Linked DNA regions of Gossypium arboreum: region 1 is linked to region 2. Evidence: chromatin contacts called from public Hi-C data. All regions are on one chromosome and are shown on one strand. The core of a region is the stretch at or near the end of the contact, and the rest is flanking DNA. Distances in the headings are between cores, read along the strand shown.

Evidence for each region. A called contact is a pair of places that touch in the nucleus more often than the background predicts.
Region 1: a contact with region 2 is called in a Hi-C map of leaf, with 4 times the contacts expected there. The contact joins the promoter of LOC108487535 here to the promoter of LOC108486972 in region 2. A contact is called at or near these places in 2 of 5 Hi-C or Micro-C datasets (both in leaf).

The regions. Positions count from the first base shown.
Region 1 is chr4:55,902,311-55,907,591 of ASM2569848v2, reverse strand. LOC108487535 (DNA polymerase delta small subunit) reads right to left here and starts at 3,986. Exons shown (of 14, transcript XM_017791906.2): 1 at 3,742-3,986; 2 at 3,520-3,649; 3 at 2,526-2,632; 4 at 2,271-2,397; 5 at 1,716-1,823; 6 at 815-930; 7 at 636-719; 8 at 161-229; 9 at 1-61. The coding sequence starts at 3,798.
Region 2 is chr4:55,461,337-55,466,783 of ASM2569848v2, reverse strand. LOC108486972 (enoyl-[acyl-carrier-protein] reductase [NADH], chloroplastic-like) reads left to right here and starts at 4,059. Exons shown (of 13, transcript XM_017791141.2): 1 at 4,059-4,302; 2 at 4,705-5,027; 3 at 5,236-5,345. The coding sequence starts at 4,751.

The DNA.
Region 1 (5,281 bases), core at 2,737-5,236, 440 kb before region 2:
AGGCAAAATTTGCAGGGTCACTAGATCCAGGCATGATATCCAATGGCAAACTTGCAGCAATCTGAACATAGGTGAAAATAGATAAGCAACAAGAGCAGTACAGAAACTTCAGGAGGCTAACCTTAAAGTGCTGATCATCACAATCGTGAGAAGAGAAAACCTGAGTTAACAGAATATCCAGCTCTTTAAATGGCTCAGACAACCTTGACTGATCCTTTGAAGCTAAATTCTGCCCAAAGATTATCATCCAAATGTCAGTGTAAGATGCGTCCAGAGTTTACAGATTATCACCCATCAAGAATGGTGATTTATATTGTCAACATCATAAGGACTTACTACAACAGCAAGACCTTTGACTGGAAAAATTAAGTTAGATGGAAAGTTCGATTTTTTTTCTCTTGTAGAAATGGAGGGGACATACAGAATTTGTGGCTATTGTTCAATTAGAGAATTTTGCAAGGAGGTCAGTGCTACGTCCATGAGACTATTATTATTGTCAAACTACTCTGAAGAGAGATCCTAAAAAGAAAAGCCAATGATTCTTTTTTAATGATCATAATTTATAGAAGAAAAGCATAATATTGACAGCCTTTCCATAGTAATAGATTAAGTTAAAAATAAAAGAAAAGGTTTACCTGTCCATTAAGAAGTCCATGAGAAATTTCAACAGAGTTTCCAACAATCACAAGATGAACTATCTCTGCAGCAAGTCCTTGCTCCTATTCATCAATATTATGAAGTAAGCAAACTGTAACAGTTGATGAGACATTGTAAAATGGCTGGAAAAAAAGAATATAACAGAATTGGCAAGAACCTCCTCATCTCCTAGATGCCCTGTTATGTGATCAACAAGAAGCTGAAACTGAAGGGGATTAGAGGAGCTGCTCCCGATGCTAAGCCCAGAGACAAAAACAACATACTTGTCTTCTCCTGTCCAAAGTCAAAATTTGAAGACTTTGAGGCCTTGTTTACAAGACAGAATGGCTGAACTTTAAGATACAGGCTATGTCTACTGAGATAAAATGGAAAGGCTGAAGGTTCATGAGACAAATCAAGGCTGAATATTTAAGAAAAATTCAACAATACATTATAAAGCTAATTTTCTTCCTACCATTCTCAATACTCCAATCCATTATTCTGCTGTATTCATGGAGAAAACCGACAAGAAACAACTAGCAGATGTGATTCTTCAAAATGCCCAACAAAGAAAATCTATAACATCAAACACGAGACAAAACTAGGTGCAGCTAGTCAAGAATGCTTGGACATACTAGCATCTCATGTCCTGAAATCTAAGGTTAAGAGAGATACAGAGATAGAGAGCTCTGCTTGTCAACTCTTGATGAATGAAAATCACTTTATAAATCTGCAGAAATATGCAGCTTTAATGCATGAATCCTTTCAAGACTAATGAGTCGTATCATTTCCTCAGTCAAAGATGCAACACCTTTCATTTTATACATGGTGAATTGACAAATTGTTCTAGTAATTTCTCTATTTTAGCAAAAAAACAAGAAAAAATCAGTTACAAACCATCTGTAGTTTTCTTAGCATGTTAGATAATAGTATTAATCTAACCAGGGATAAACACTGTATGCAGATTAGATAAGATGAGGAATGCTTATATCCAATAGAGAAGTGGCTCCTTTACAGAGTTGATGCAACTTTAGAGCAAAGAACATAAATTCGGAGGTAGAAGGGCAATCAGATCATACTTGATTTTAGCGGTCGTTCAATCTGAGGTGGTAAGCCAGCTTCGAGAACATCTTCAACAAAGAAGGCTCCTGCACTGGTTTCCTTTCCATGCAATGCAACAACAACACCTATCAAACGCATAGCGTAAGTGAAAGATCAACATGTTTCATTAGGGTAATGTTTGAGCCCATAAATTCCACTAATTGAAGCCTTGATAGTGCATAAACAGTAAGTTATTGCATATCACTCAATGGCATGCATATCTAGATCATAGAAGCTTGTGTTTAAAAACAAGGGGAAGAAAAGAAAAGAAAAGTTCAAAAATGATAAGAGTGAGTAAAATTGAATGCAATGAACCAAATAGTTGAGGCCCTCAACAAGCTCATATGATTTCCTCTAGAAGCTAAAGGCATGAATGCAATTAATAGTTTGATAATTGCTCAACATGGTAATCTATAAACAAGGCTTTGAAGCAATTAAGTGCAACAAATGCAATCATTTCCAATGGATTGACAAACAAGTCAATTGTGAACAGAAATTCCAAATATGGATAGTGAATTGATAGCAATACAGACCTGTTACATAAACTGAGGGTGAAAGCTTAGTACCGCCAAGCTTCACTCGTCCGCTTTCATCTTCCAAAACCAAGTAGTCATCTTGATGCATAAAATTATGAGGTTTTATAAGAGGGGCAACAGATCTCTGTAAATTATAAAAAGATTATACACAGAACGTTCAAAGTCAAACAACACTGAATTTCCAACATAGAGTTCAATATACAAAATGAAATAAACTAATCAATAATATACATCCATTAACAACCATATTACCTCCTTAGAGTATTCATCAAGAATGCAAGGTTTGAGTTTCATATGCTTATAAAGAGTACCAACAATGATGCATTCTTTGCCTTCTTCGAGCTCTAAAACTGTACAAACTACAAAAAGAGAGAAGGAAAATTTTTAAATTATTCCATGGAAACTAAAAACTCAATCAAACTACAAATTTATTTGAATCCCCATTATCTTTAGCCACAAACAATGAGAGGACTGGAAAGTTCTGGTACTTCAAATTTCTAATGTGAAAAAGTACACTACAGAGGCAACAAAATTTCAGATGCACAAATAATACCAACAACAAACTCATCAGAAATATGAGCAACAGTATCTAGTGCATTTTTTTTTCAAAATAGAACCTATCACCTTGAAGAAAGCTTTTGAATGAGAAATACACACTTGAAAGTAGAAATACATTATTATCAGAGTCTATGTTACTTGGACTCAAGTGTATCCTACGTGCATTGTAAGATTTTCTAAGTTTTTCCATCTTTTTGGAGAATCCTTGGAGATCAAATTCTCATGTGTGTCAGAAACGAGTGTCGGACAAGGGTACTCCAAGAAGAACGAAAATTCCGAGCAACATAGGTCAGACTAGTCCCCAACGAGTATGAGTACCAATAGTAATTCTTAGCCACAATGCCAGTATTTCAAACATAACCTTCCATGCTAATCAGTCAAAACCTCTAGAATGGAATCCAAATAATCACAGGGTAAGGACACACCAATCAAAAGCTAATACCAAAGACTTTTTTTATATTCACTGCGAACCCTAAGAGCCCCAGACACTGCAAATTACAAAAATTCCTTAACTCCAAATGCAGGTAACAAAGCAGCCAAAAATGACTAGCCAAAGCTGCTGCTTGCTTCAAAACCCAAAATCCATAATAAGAAGAGGGAAAAAGAGTACCATAGTTAATAAATTAAAAGAATAAACAATTTTGGAAATCTCCCGAAATATTCCTTTTTTTTTTTAAAGAGAGGTTACCGGGGAGATGGGATTTCCAGTTGGGCACAAGGGAGTAAAGCAAAGTTCTCATCATGTGAAGACGAGCAAAGTAAATTTGACTGTACTGCTGGCCTCTGTAAACTTCCTTCTGAATCTCGAAATTCTCATCCTAAGACACAAAGAAAAAGGGGATTATAGTTTCACAAAATCAGAAGAGATTTTAGGATATTGTGAAAGGGAAGAAAATGAGGTGAGAGTTACTAAAGAGAGGTAAGTGGATTGTTTTCTCTGCAGTTGTTCTTGCGAGTCGACTTCCATGGCGGGAAACTTGGATTGGAGACTGAAATTTCTCTACGGCAATTCTTCTGAGTGGAGAGATTTTATACATCCAATTCACTTTACGATGTATTTATTTTAAGCCTCAATATAACAATTCGGGGATGTAGCTCAAACAGTAGAGCGCTCGCTTTGCATGCGAGAAGTTACGGGGTTCGATACCCCGCGTCTCCAGTCTTGCTTAACCATATGAGCATTTATCATGTTTTTTTTTTACTGTTTTCTATTTTGCAAATCTCTTTCTACTATTTTATTATTGAAAAGATTAATACAACATTTAGTAATTAAACTTGATATCAATTACTTTTTTTTCCTTATTTTAAATTTTTAATATCTCAAATGAGTTAGTTGATGAGTTATATAGCATTAAAAATAGAAACTAATTTCAGTCACTGATTCTTAGGAAGTTACTATTTTTTAGGGATTGTTTTCCTTGTTTGTGTGAATTCCTCTCTTTATAGGTGTAAACTAATTAGCAGAATGAAAATAATCTTTTTCTAAGTTTCTTCATGGTATCAAGAGCTTTAGGATTCATTCGATCCTGCTCATTCATCTCTAATATCCCTTCCTAAAAATTCCTCCGGTTTAGTCCTCCTCTCATGGGTGACTTCAATGAAACTCTATCTAAAACTGAGACTTCACAAATAACTCAGAATGTCAATCAAGGAATCACTCAAGGTGAACTTAATTCCTCCCTTATAATCACCAATCATCGACTAGATGGGAAGAAATTCTTGCAATGGTCTCAATCGGTCCTTATGGTGATTCGTGGTCGTGGCAAATTAGGATACATCAATGGAGAAATTCCACGACCAACCATAGCTAAATCGACTTATGCCACTTGGGAACTCAACAACTCGATTGTAATGGCTTGGCTAATTAATTCGATGGAAGGCCATATAAGCCGCACCTATATCTTTTTCAAAACTGCAAAAGACATGTGGGATGCAGTCAAAGAAAACTACTCGGATCTTGGAAACGCCTCCCAAGTATTTGAGATCAAGCTTAAGTTAAAGGATATCTGACAAGGGACACTCGAAGTAACTCACTACTACAACAATCTAAAAATTTTGTAGCAGGAATTGGATATATACTATGAGGCAGATTGGGGTGAAGGCTTGGAACACACCAAGTTTATAACTCACCTCAACAATGAACGTCTTTATGAGTTTCTAGCAGGATTGAACCGTGAGTTAGATGAGGTTCGTGGCTAAATTCTTGGCAGATCACCTCTACCAACCATCGGTGAAGCATTTGCAGAAGTTAGAAGAGAAGAAAAGAGCCGTCTTGTCATGATGGGATACTCAAAGGAACTTAAACATGTGACAACTCTTGGCAACCGGTCTACTGAGACCTCTGCCCTCATCTCCAGAGGTCCACAACCACAAAAACCACGTGCTGGAAATGATTCTGGATCAACCAGACCATGGTGTAACCACTGCAGCCGTGTTGGTCATACAAAGGA
Region 2 (5,447 bases), core at 2,810-5,309:
TAATAATAAGCATCATATCATATAAACAACATTAAATTCCTTAAAACAACAATTATGTTACTACATTTACACATGAACTTACCTTGGTACCAAAATACAAAGATTTTGCAATTTAGTCCACAATCTTTTCTTTTCCTCGATTGAGGTCGATTCCACGTCTTTCTTGATCTAAAATAACACATTTAGCTTATTTAGTACTCACATTATCAAATTAATCCTTAACTCAAATTTTGGCAAAATTACAATTTTACCCCTAAACTTTTGCATATTTACATTTTTGCCCCTAGGCTCGGGATTAAACTTTGTTCCTTATTCTTATGTTTTACAACATGCTGATCACTTTTCTCTTCTATGGCAACATCAAATTCTCACTCTAACATGTACTTGTAACTATTAGGTATTTTTACCGATTAAGCCCTTTTACTCGTTTTTACTTAAAATCGAGTAGTTCAAGTTGTCTAACATAATTTAAAACTTCATATTCTATCATAAAACATCAAAATACACAAATTTCACCTATGGGTATTTTTCCAAATATAAACCCTAGGTTAAATTATTGCTAACATAAGCTTTATCGAGTTACGGATCTCAAAACGTAAAAATCATTAAAAGCGGGCTTGGAATCACTTACTATGGAGCTTGGAAGCTTGAAACAAACCCTAGCTATGGAGAACCCTTGAAATTTCGGCCTAATGAAGAAGATGGACAAAATTGGCTTTTAATTTTGTTTTTAATTCATTTTAATAACTAAATGACCAAAATACCCTTACTACTAAACTTTCCAAAATTCCTTCCATGTCCTAATTTTGTCCATGAACTTAAAATTGGTCAAATTGCTATTTAAGACCTCCTCATTAATATTCTAAAACAATTTCATACTAAAACTTCTAGAATGCAAGTTTTGCAACTTATTCGATTTAGTCCCTACTTTCAATTTAAGCACTTTAGGCATAGAATTTCATCACGAAATTTTCACACAATCATGCAATCATATCATAAACCTCAAAATAATTATAAAATAATTATTTCTATCTCGGATTTATGGTCACGAAACCACTATTCCGATTAGGCCCTAATTCGGGATATTACATAGTCATTTTTCATTAATTAACCAGCTAAGCATTAAAATTATTGGAGCGAATTTCAATATAGCACAAATGACATCGTAAATATTAATTATAATTAATATTTACGGACTTACACGTCGGGGTTGTGGTCTTGAAATCACTATTTTCGACACCACTGAAAACGGGTTGTTACATTAATATTTTTCTTGTCTCACTTTCGTACTTATACTATCCTCTATTACTTGATTTACCACTATTTTTTTGGTAATGTCATTAAAAAATCAATTTACATGTGGTACCCATCATAACATGCTGATACGATCCATCTCGGGAGAGTCGAGTCATATTCGTAGTTGCCCGATCGTCGATAAGAAGTTACGTAAAGTTTAGTTGAAGGAGTTGGATAGTTGAAGAAAGGCTAAGAAAGAAATGTTAAGAAAGGTTCAACTAGGTAAGATGGATTGAGTAAAAAAAGGTCGGTATGGTAAGAAATGGACGATTTTGTTGATTTGGTACGAACTGGTTTCGAAAGAAATATAGATTGAACCAAAAGTGCAAACAAGAACAAATACCGATATGGTATCGACCCGTAGTTTATAGGCCCTTTGAGTTCGGTTTAGGTTTGGTAAAGGAAACCTCGACCCACTATCTAACAAGATAGGAACCTCGGTATGTTCGAACGCCACACTATGGGTAGTGATAAGTTCGGGTTCGACAAAGAAAATGGTTGACCAACTAGATCGCTAGGAAAGCCAATCGAATCTTTGAACGAAATGAAGAAAAAGTTGCCTCACAATTTTGGCAGCATAACATTAGCAAAGAGTCCAAAAATTCTTTTACAATGACAATGAACAACTATTTATACTAGTAGCCTTTGCTAGCCGAATAGTCAAGTTCATAGGCTTAACAACTAAGCAATGTAATTAATAATGACTATGAAAATTCTAGAAATGATCTTTCAATGTGCATGTCCATGTTCGGTCGAATGGGAGGTGGATGGAAGACTTCATAGCTAAGCATTGATGCACTTGGATGAATGGTCTTCATGCATGCTTGGGTAGGTTCAGCCAACACTTTAATTGAGGCATTAAGTTCATGTGGTTTCATCCAAAGGTGATGTCTTAAATGGGCTTCATGAAGAGACATAATAAGTGTGAACATAGGAGCATGAATAGCCTTTGAGGTGTGAACACAAGTAGTCGAATGGTTGCATGTGTGAACTCCTAGTGTGAATGCTTTGATGTTAACATGGGGAAGAGATTCAGCCACTTTGGAGAATTGAAGGATAAAGTGACTTTTGGCCGAATGGTTGCTTTGGAAAGTCCAAAAATCATCATTCCAACTTAATTCATCCATGCATCTTACCGTCCAAGGAGTGATGTACCTGCAACATTAAAATCAAGCATTAATCACCAATGTGAACACATTAAGGTGGCAGCAAATATTAACATATTAAACACACTCATAAATTCGACTAACATAACAAATAATTGTAGTAATTTGGACACATTAAATCCTAGTTAAACCAAGACATATTAATAACATGTAATAACCTAATTAAATTCGGCACACTTATTTAAAATGTCCAGAATTAAACAAATTAATTATTTAAAAAAATATGTTCAAATTTATTTAATGCATCAATCTTATTTAATAGCTAGGGACGAATAGACTTATTGAGCTCGATATAGGTGTATGAGCTAGTGATGAGCTGGGGGTAAGCTCGTGAGCTAAATCCGAGCTAGGTTCGGACTCGTAAGCTGGACCCGAGCTGGGGAGCTGGACATGAGCTGAATCTGAACTAGTAGCAAGTTGCGAGGTGAATTGGAAGAGTTAATTTAAGCTTCCTCGCTGCGGCTGGGCTGAGTTTCATCCCAAATTCGAGCTACAAGAGTTGAAATAGAATCTTTGAAAGCCTTAGCTCGAGCTCGGGTGATAAGGCCTTGTGGTAGCGTCAGATGATCTTTACTTGAACTAGCTGAACCGTTGGGCGCGCTCGCATCACATGCCATGTGGCACATCCAACCAATTAGAATGTGCAGTGTGCAGAGGCGAATCCAGGGGGGTTGACAAGGGCCCCGGCCCCCTGAAATGGAAAATTATTGTTTTGGCCTTCTAAAAAATTTTAAAATTTTAAATTAGTAAAGGTAAAATTACACTTTGGCCCCCTAAAATTATGAAAATTTATTTAATCCTTTAAAAATTATAAATATATAAACTATTAAAATTAAAATTTTATTTCGCCCCTAATTTTTTTTTTGCTTCACCTCTGGCGTGTGACAATAAATTTATTAAAATTAAATAATTTAAATTTATATGAAAAAGTAGAAAAAGAATATTTAAAAACTAAATATTTTAATACATTAACTTTGATCAATCATTGGCCATCATTGATCGATATTTGATCGAATATTGACCTACGTCTAAATTATAAATTAAAATTTTTAATTTCTAGACATTAAGTTTTTCTTGAAGTTAAACTTTTCTTTTTTACTTTTTATTCATTTTGAATTTTTAGAATTTGAAATAAAATTTATTCCTGAATATATATTTTTGAAAATGGAATTTTTTAATTTTCTAAAATTTAAATATTTTTCAATTTTATAAAATTTACAATTTTATATATTATTATGATTTTTAAAATTTATATTTATATATTTTAGAATTTTAAAATTTTAGTATTTTAGAATTTTTAAATATTTTTATTTTTATATGTTCTATGATTTTTTTATTTTTAATCAATAGAATATAAATTGTATTAAAATAAAAAAAATGATGTCACATATTCTAATAGTCTCACGTATATATCTTATTTTCTTTTATGCCTTAAATTAATTTGGATAATAAAAATAATTTAAATAGAAAGGTGAGACAAAAATTTTTAAGTACTAAAATTGAAAAAACAAGTATAATTCGGGCCATAAGGCTATTTTTGACAGCAAGTCAAATCAACGAGTCAAGAGTCCAATCCATTCACAGCCAACAAAAAGAGAAAGAAGGGCATAATAGTAATTTGAGTAAGGATCCAAAACCAAACTGAGGTCGACATTTCCAAAGCTCCCGTCGTTGCTTCCCAACTGTTGGAAACCAAAACTCCATCAACCACTTCGGTTTCATCGAAACCCCCAAAACATAACCCCACTTCCCTCCTCTTTTCTTTATATTCTCATCACCTCACTGCTCTTTCCGTACAATCCCCACATTCATAACCCAATCTTCCTCCTCCTTTGCTTCGGTGAGTTTTCAGATCTTTCCATGTTATTTCTTGCTCAATGTTATTCAAACTTTACTAATGCCTTCATTCCATTTACATGTTTATTTGAGCATTAAGGGAAATCTTCTGCTTCTAATTTGGTCCCTTAGAAATCTGATGAAAATAACCAACCATTTATTACATGTCAGAGCATTACACCACACAATGGCCAAGCCAACCAGAGATTTGGGTGTTGGAGACAATTTATTTACCAAGAAAAAGTTTTTGTCATCTTATTACATTCCCACAGAGGAGATGTTGGTGTCTCTTATTTTATAAAGTTATCACTCTTGCTAATGATATTACTTAAAAATGTTGCCTTTCTGTTAACCATAATGCCTTGTGTTTCCCTTGATTATTTAACTGTTCCACTTGATCTTGTAGAACTGTATTGACTTTGGGTGATTCAAGTAAGATAAAAGAAGAAAATATGGGAACCGCAGCAACTCCTGGCCCTTACATGACCAACATTAAACCTTGTATTTCTTCTTCTCGTAAAATTGTTGTCTCGACCATGGTGAACATCATCGCTCAGCATAAAGAGGCATCATGGTCAGGGCTTGCAAGTGCCTCTCACATCTCGTCAAGGCAGCCGTTCCTCCATAGGATCACTTCAAAGCCTGTCAAGTTTGAAAAGTTTGTTACAAGAGCCATGTCTGAACAAAGTGACAACAAGCCTTTGTCTGGACTTCCTATTGATTTGAGAGGTAACCTGTCCTTATTTCCCCCTCTCTTATAACTTCTATGCGTTAATTCAATAATGTTGAATACAGATTAGAATACATGATGATGTTGTATCAGCTAACCATGTTTTTTGAATCTTGACATGACTGAAAAGCTCTTAAGACATGAAATTTGTCTGTGCAGTATGGACGTAAACCACTTGAACATCTAATATGATGTGTCGGTTTGCAGGTAAAAGAGCATTTATAGCTGGTGTTGCTGATGACAATGGGTATGGTTGGGCAATAGCAAAATCTCTTGCTGCTGCTGGAGCTGAAATTCTTGTTGGAACATGGGTGCCTGTATGTATCTTTATATAACATATGTGTCATTTAGAAGCAAAGAGTCTCATTTTAAGGTCAAAGTTGTACTTTTTTACAGTTTTTCTTATAACTGCAAACATT